2 separate regions of the Anser cygnoides genome follow, and region 1 is linked to region 2. The links are chromatin contacts, called in public Hi-C maps. All regions are on one chromosome and are shown on one strand. The core of a region is the stretch at or near the end of the contact, and the rest is flanking DNA. Distances in the headings are between cores, read along the strand shown. Region 1 overlaps SH3D19 (SH3 domain containing 19). Region 2 has its middle 160 kb from the start of IQCM.

The links. Hi-C and Micro-C count contacts between places; a contact is called where the count stands out from the background.
Region 1: a Hi-C map of liver shows a contact between it and region 2, with 16 times the contacts expected there. The contact joins two enhancer-like sites. A contact is called at or near these places in 2 of 7 Hi-C or Micro-C datasets (both in liver).

Annotation. Positions count from the first base shown.
Region 1 is chr4:46,796,237-46,798,936 of Taihu_goose_T2T_genome, reverse strand. All of the region lies in intron 2 of SH3D19 (SH3 domain containing 19), which reads left to right. Among named protein-coding and RNA genes, the nearest start is that of SH3D19, 34 kb to the left of the region's middle. Within about 2 kb of position 1,401, at least 3 of the 3 cell types and tissues checked have open chromatin away from gene starts, as enhancers often do. A contact at or near this core is called in liver, where this site is marked.
Region 2 is chr4:45,994,687-45,997,387 of Taihu_goose_T2T_genome, reverse strand. No RefSeq gene overlaps it. Among named protein-coding and RNA genes, the nearest start is that of IQCM, 160 kb to the left of the region's middle. Within about 2 kb of position 1,322, at least 2 of the 3 cell types and tissues checked have open chromatin away from gene starts, as enhancers often do. A contact at or near this core is called in liver, where this site is marked.

The DNA of each region.
Region 1 (2,700 bases), core at 152-2,651, 800 kb before region 2:
ATCACTAAGACAACTCAATGATACTCGCATTTACATTCACTGTGCTGCATTACGATAACATTTTACACTTAAAATTACACGTGCTTTCAACTGCTAGAAATATTTACTACCAAGATTAAATTGTCATTAAAGTATTTGCAATATTATTTCTCAATTTCCATCGAGACATATTTGCAGAGGTATCACAGAAGTGAGTACGAATTGTTGATAAATAGGTTAGATCGTAGATTCTTGACTGTTACAGAAGGGCCAAACTCTTCAATAAGCAGGGCCCTCCGTTCTTGTCATACACATTTTGATGGGAGACAAAATCCGTAAATAGACAACGAAGACTGAGAATAACTTGAATAATGCTCTGACAATTTGTCTTTCTGGAATGGGCAAGTGCATGCAGTCCTCTTTGGGGCAAGGTGCAGTGCAGCTCAGGTTGTCTGAAAGAAAATGCAAAGTGAAAAGGGGAATTCTGTCTAGCGTGTCTGTAGCTCTGGATCAGGAAAGTGTTAATTTGGGATACACATGAACTGAGTGATTCAGATTCACACTAAAATTTGGGGTGTTTTAGCTTCAAGATCTAAGCTGGACATTGTTAAGTGTGGAAGCTGTTGCATGTTGATGACTGCAGTTTGCTGCAAGGATCAGTGGGTGAAATGTTATCATTTGCTGCTTTGATCTGCTTTTACTTCCTTCCAGTGTCCTGCCATAAAATTGAAGGTTCGGTGGCTGAAATACCGTCTCCAAGTACGACAGTGACAAGCACATGAATATGGAATAAGTGGCTGAAGCAATAGCTAGAAAGCCATTTCTGAAACCATCTCCCTACACTGATCAATGCGAGCTGTTCTAATTAGCTGAGCAGCTGGGTTTTAGCTGCTTCTTAACTACGTCCTTGCTTATCCAAGCAGTGGGAAGTCACAGTTGCTCTGTTCATTTAGTGATGCAGAAGCAGACATCTTCAGCATAGTGATGAGGATTGAATTGTAACTGGGCTTAATTACTGCTTCGGGATTGCTTGCTTTTGGGGCCAGGCCCAAGAGAGGTAAAGTGGTACCAGGGTGAGTCTGATTTCCTAGATCTGTAGTATTGAGCACTTGATTTCTTAGGTGACCGGATCTTTATTAGTTCCCGCAGGGCCATGGGGTGCAATACCCCATTACTTAGCAGGGAAGGTGAGGGTGCTGTCTTCATGTTCCAGAGCGGCCACGATGGTGCCAGGCCACTGCCAGCTGCTTTCTGCTGGTGATCGTCTGATCTCCCAGCGAGCCAGTCTGGGCAACCAGCACGAGCAGAAAACCAAACCACAACAGTGAATCAGCTGATGCCGAAGGGCGAGAAGAACAGCTGACCCAAGGCAGAGCCAGCGTTTGGTGATTTGCTGTCTGATCAGCCGCACGTTGGAAGTGAGTCACAGGCTAAAGGTCGTGTTTTGTGTGTGGAGGCTGAGCTGCTTCCCACAAGGACAGCCGCTGGCCTCACTGGCTGCCCCTTCTCACCACCTCTTGCATCACCCTGGTGCTCATGGGGAGCTACAGCCAGCTGGAGCAGTCAGCCTGTCTGCCTGAAAACTAATTGGGGTGTTTGTTATTAGCAAAATCACATGGCTGATCCAGCAGACGTGGCCATGTCAGCACCGGCACAGGATGGCTGGTGGAAATGGAGAGCCTGTACTGGCTGTGCACTCTCTGTTTGTCTTATACCAAGGGAGAAACTGCATCTCGGGTCCATGTGTCACGTAAACTAACAGCTCTGTCCTTGGCCTGCCATCTGCATGGTGGTAAACTCAGTCTTTTGCACCAGCCTTAATTTTACTATAGAAATACTAACGTCTTTCTGGAACTCAGTCTGCGGTGAAATCATTATATTTTGAATATTTTGTTTGGAATAATGTTTTCTAAATAATATTAACAGTTTCCTAATAAGCTTTAAAAAGATTACATTGTGGTACGTTGGCTATTAGGAAGCTAGCATGATTTCTAGAGGAACTGAGAGGAATAGATCGTGCCTTTCATTATTCTAGTGTTTTACCTCGCAGTGATTTCAACATCAGCTATTGAAAAATTCTTGGCTGGCATTCCAAGAAGTCACAAGATATTAAAAATAGCAATGTTTTAACTTTTTAAAGTGCCGGTGTAAAGAGTCAATAATTATCACAACTGAAAATGTGTTAAATGCCTTTTACGCAGGTGTGTGAACCAAAGGACAGATGTCCGGAGAAAAATCCCATATAATGTGATGTGAAGGATAAATCTTTGGAGCAGATGCTTCACTATATTTGTTTTCTAGAACAAGTGATTGTCCTTTTTCATTTTTTTCTCACCAGAAAAATCTCTAGAACAATGTATGAAATAGGTGTGATCGGTTTTCCTGTAGAATACTCATCGTTACGTCAGCTCTGATAAAGAAACCAAAGGTGTCCCTCCTGCTAGAGGGAGGTTCCTGTGGGAGCAGGCGCTGTAGAGGGTTGCACGATTCCTGCAGAGCACCCCATGCGTGCCACAGAATAGGAGGGTGAGTGGTCGGAGGTGGATGAAGGAAGGATGCTGAGACAGGACCATAGCTTGGGATGTCTTTTTTATCCCAAGCAGTACTGCAGCCCATAGGGCAGAAGTCTGTAGGTAGCCTGGGGAACCCCCCCTACATCGGTGAGGGTGTGCTTACAAGCAGGAGGGAGGAATCACAAGCCAGCACTGCCTGTGGCCTCCA
Region 2 (2,701 bases), core at 73-2,572:
CTTTTGGAGATATTGAAGTAACTTTATTCATTATGATGATTGGCTTCTCCCGCTGCTCCAAGGAGCATGATTCCAGACTGGTCTCTTCTGGTCTTGTTATTTGACGAGCATAAAGTGGATGGTGAATCTATTCCAATCTTTAAGTACCATTAACAGGAAGGTTTCAATATCACAGGATAGGTCTAAGCCATATTTAAGAGGAAAGCAATCAGTTTAGAGCCCTCTTAAACCTCTAAGTCATGCAACCAAGGAGCCAATGAAACAGCTGTCGATAGCCAGTGTGCCAAGTGAGACTTGTGGAAAGGAAGGCAAGCAAAGAGGACAGTGATCTTCTCACCCAAAGAATTACTGTAAAAAGTGTTGAGTGGGTGTGAAAGATGAAAGCCCTAGCAGGAGACACGCCTTTTGTACCTTTTTGGCTAAGCTTCTAACAGTGAGCCATGAAGTTGTCATTCATCCCTTGTCAGCTGTAATATGTAAGCCACATGCAAGGCAGCTTCACAGAGCTGAAAGGAGTGCTGCTAGATAGCAGAGTTGCATTTGTAGCCTGCCATCAGGACAGCCAAACGTGCACTGCTGAGGTGTGAATTATGAAAGTTAGTTTCCAAATGGCCAAGGGGCAATAAACATTAATATAAACTAGACATGGGCCCATGCCAAATAACCCCAACTCTCAGGGTGTTTGGATTGCAAACATTTGATTGGGATCCAAGCTTTGCAGCTGGCCTTATCTCTGCAGTGGCCAAGCCAAAACCCCGGGGTTCATGGCCACCTGGCACATTCTGTGATCCAAGGATGCAGTGTCTGATTACCTGCTCCTTTGCCACCTCCAGCAAACAGTCCTTTTTATCAACAATCACTTGTGCTTCCTGTCTTGCTCTGATATCCTTTCCGTGATTTGGTGCTTTTTCTCTCTCATATTTATACTGGAAGTTCCCTGAATAAGGGACAGGCTTTAAATCTGTTTAGAACAACTCTGGGTAGAATTATGCAATATTGTGGAAAATCATCAACGGAAGGCATGGAATCTGAGCATGAACTTTGTACCTTCTGTGCAAGGCTTACAAAGGGCACTAGACTGCTGCGCTTGTGAAAGAGAGGTGGGTAAGCAGTACATTTAATAAACATACCCAATTCAACTTGGAAGACCTGAAATTTTAAAAGACGTATTACAGCTGGTTTGCAGTAGGTGACTACAAAATCCAAGCCAGAAGTCTCCAGCCGTTCCTGGGGTCAAAGACTGGACTCTAACCGTCTGTGTTTATTCTTTCCACCTCAAATCCCACTGACTAAGTGTCAGATGGAGATTGGCAGTCTGGAGATTGCAAGTGTTTTTATTCCCCAGGACATAACGCATAGAGAGGAGAATCACTTCAGTTTGCCAAAATACACTCTTGAGCCCCTCATTTCACCTCCAGCAGCAATAGCCATGGAAGGAGTTGTGTGATCACCCTGTTCTCAGTGGACTTTCTTTTTCTTCCTGGACCTCGGAAAGGAGGGGCTAACTTGGAGGATCTTTCAGAATATCAATAATTGGAACAAAAAATGTGTGCCAGAAGTACCTTTAGGGGGAAAATATTGCCAGTCCTAGTTTCTAACAAATGCCTTTACCCTAAACCAACAACCAGGAAACAATTCACATTTAATAGCTTAGAAAAGTACCTAGGAACTTAGCTCTCAATTCTTCGCTTACATGTAAAGTAATATACATTTGTAGGAGGATATACTATGTGCCACTACATGGGGTATATCAGAAGATACAACAAAAGAAGACAGAACCTCTAAGGTTTGACAAATTACAAAACCTGAAAGTCAGAATTTAGGGGCAGAAAGAAAACACTTTGCCTTGCCCTAACCCTTAAAGCCAGACCTGCATTGTGATCCTAAAATTGCTGAGATTTTTCATGTCTTCTGTAGCAGACATAGTTAGATATGACATAAATATCGAAGAATGATGATTTTTGTTGAATTCTAAGAGGTTAATTAGCATGTTAATTATCAGTAATTAATATATGCAGATACAGACATGAGAAATGGAGACTTTATTGGTATGAAATTTGTCTATTAGCTACACTTCATACTCATCAAATCTAGTGTTTCTGAAGCAGTAAGACTATTGATCTACATTATGGATTCTGCTTGGGTAATTACGATGTGTATTTAATATCCTTATCTTTAAACAGAACAAGGGGATGCTGAGCTTGCATCTGGAGTTGTCTCAATTTCCTCTTCTAACTTAGTGGTTGAAAAAATAAATGAAATTTTATGATCATTTTTATGATCATTTCAATCCCTGGTTATAACTATCTCCATTTTTAGCTGAACAGGTTTCCTGAGTCTACATTTCTGGCTATTGTAATTATATTCTTGACTCATGATTGCACAAGGAAAAACTTTCTGGACTCCACACTGATAAAATATCTCCAGGGATCTCATCTGAACTTCTAGGAAATCAAAGGTTAATAATACTGACTGAGTTGGAAGGGTGAAATCTTTGGTTTCCGACATTTTGAGAAATAGCTCACTTCACTGATATTTAAACATAGTGCTGTGGCAACTCTTCATGGATTTATATCATATTAGTGTCTATCTTTTCCTTTGTTTTTTTCACTGCCCCCATTGATACAGCTATCATTCCAGACCAAATTTTCTATATAGAGTTTTCTATACAGACCTCCTGAATCATGAGTATGCCTTTCTT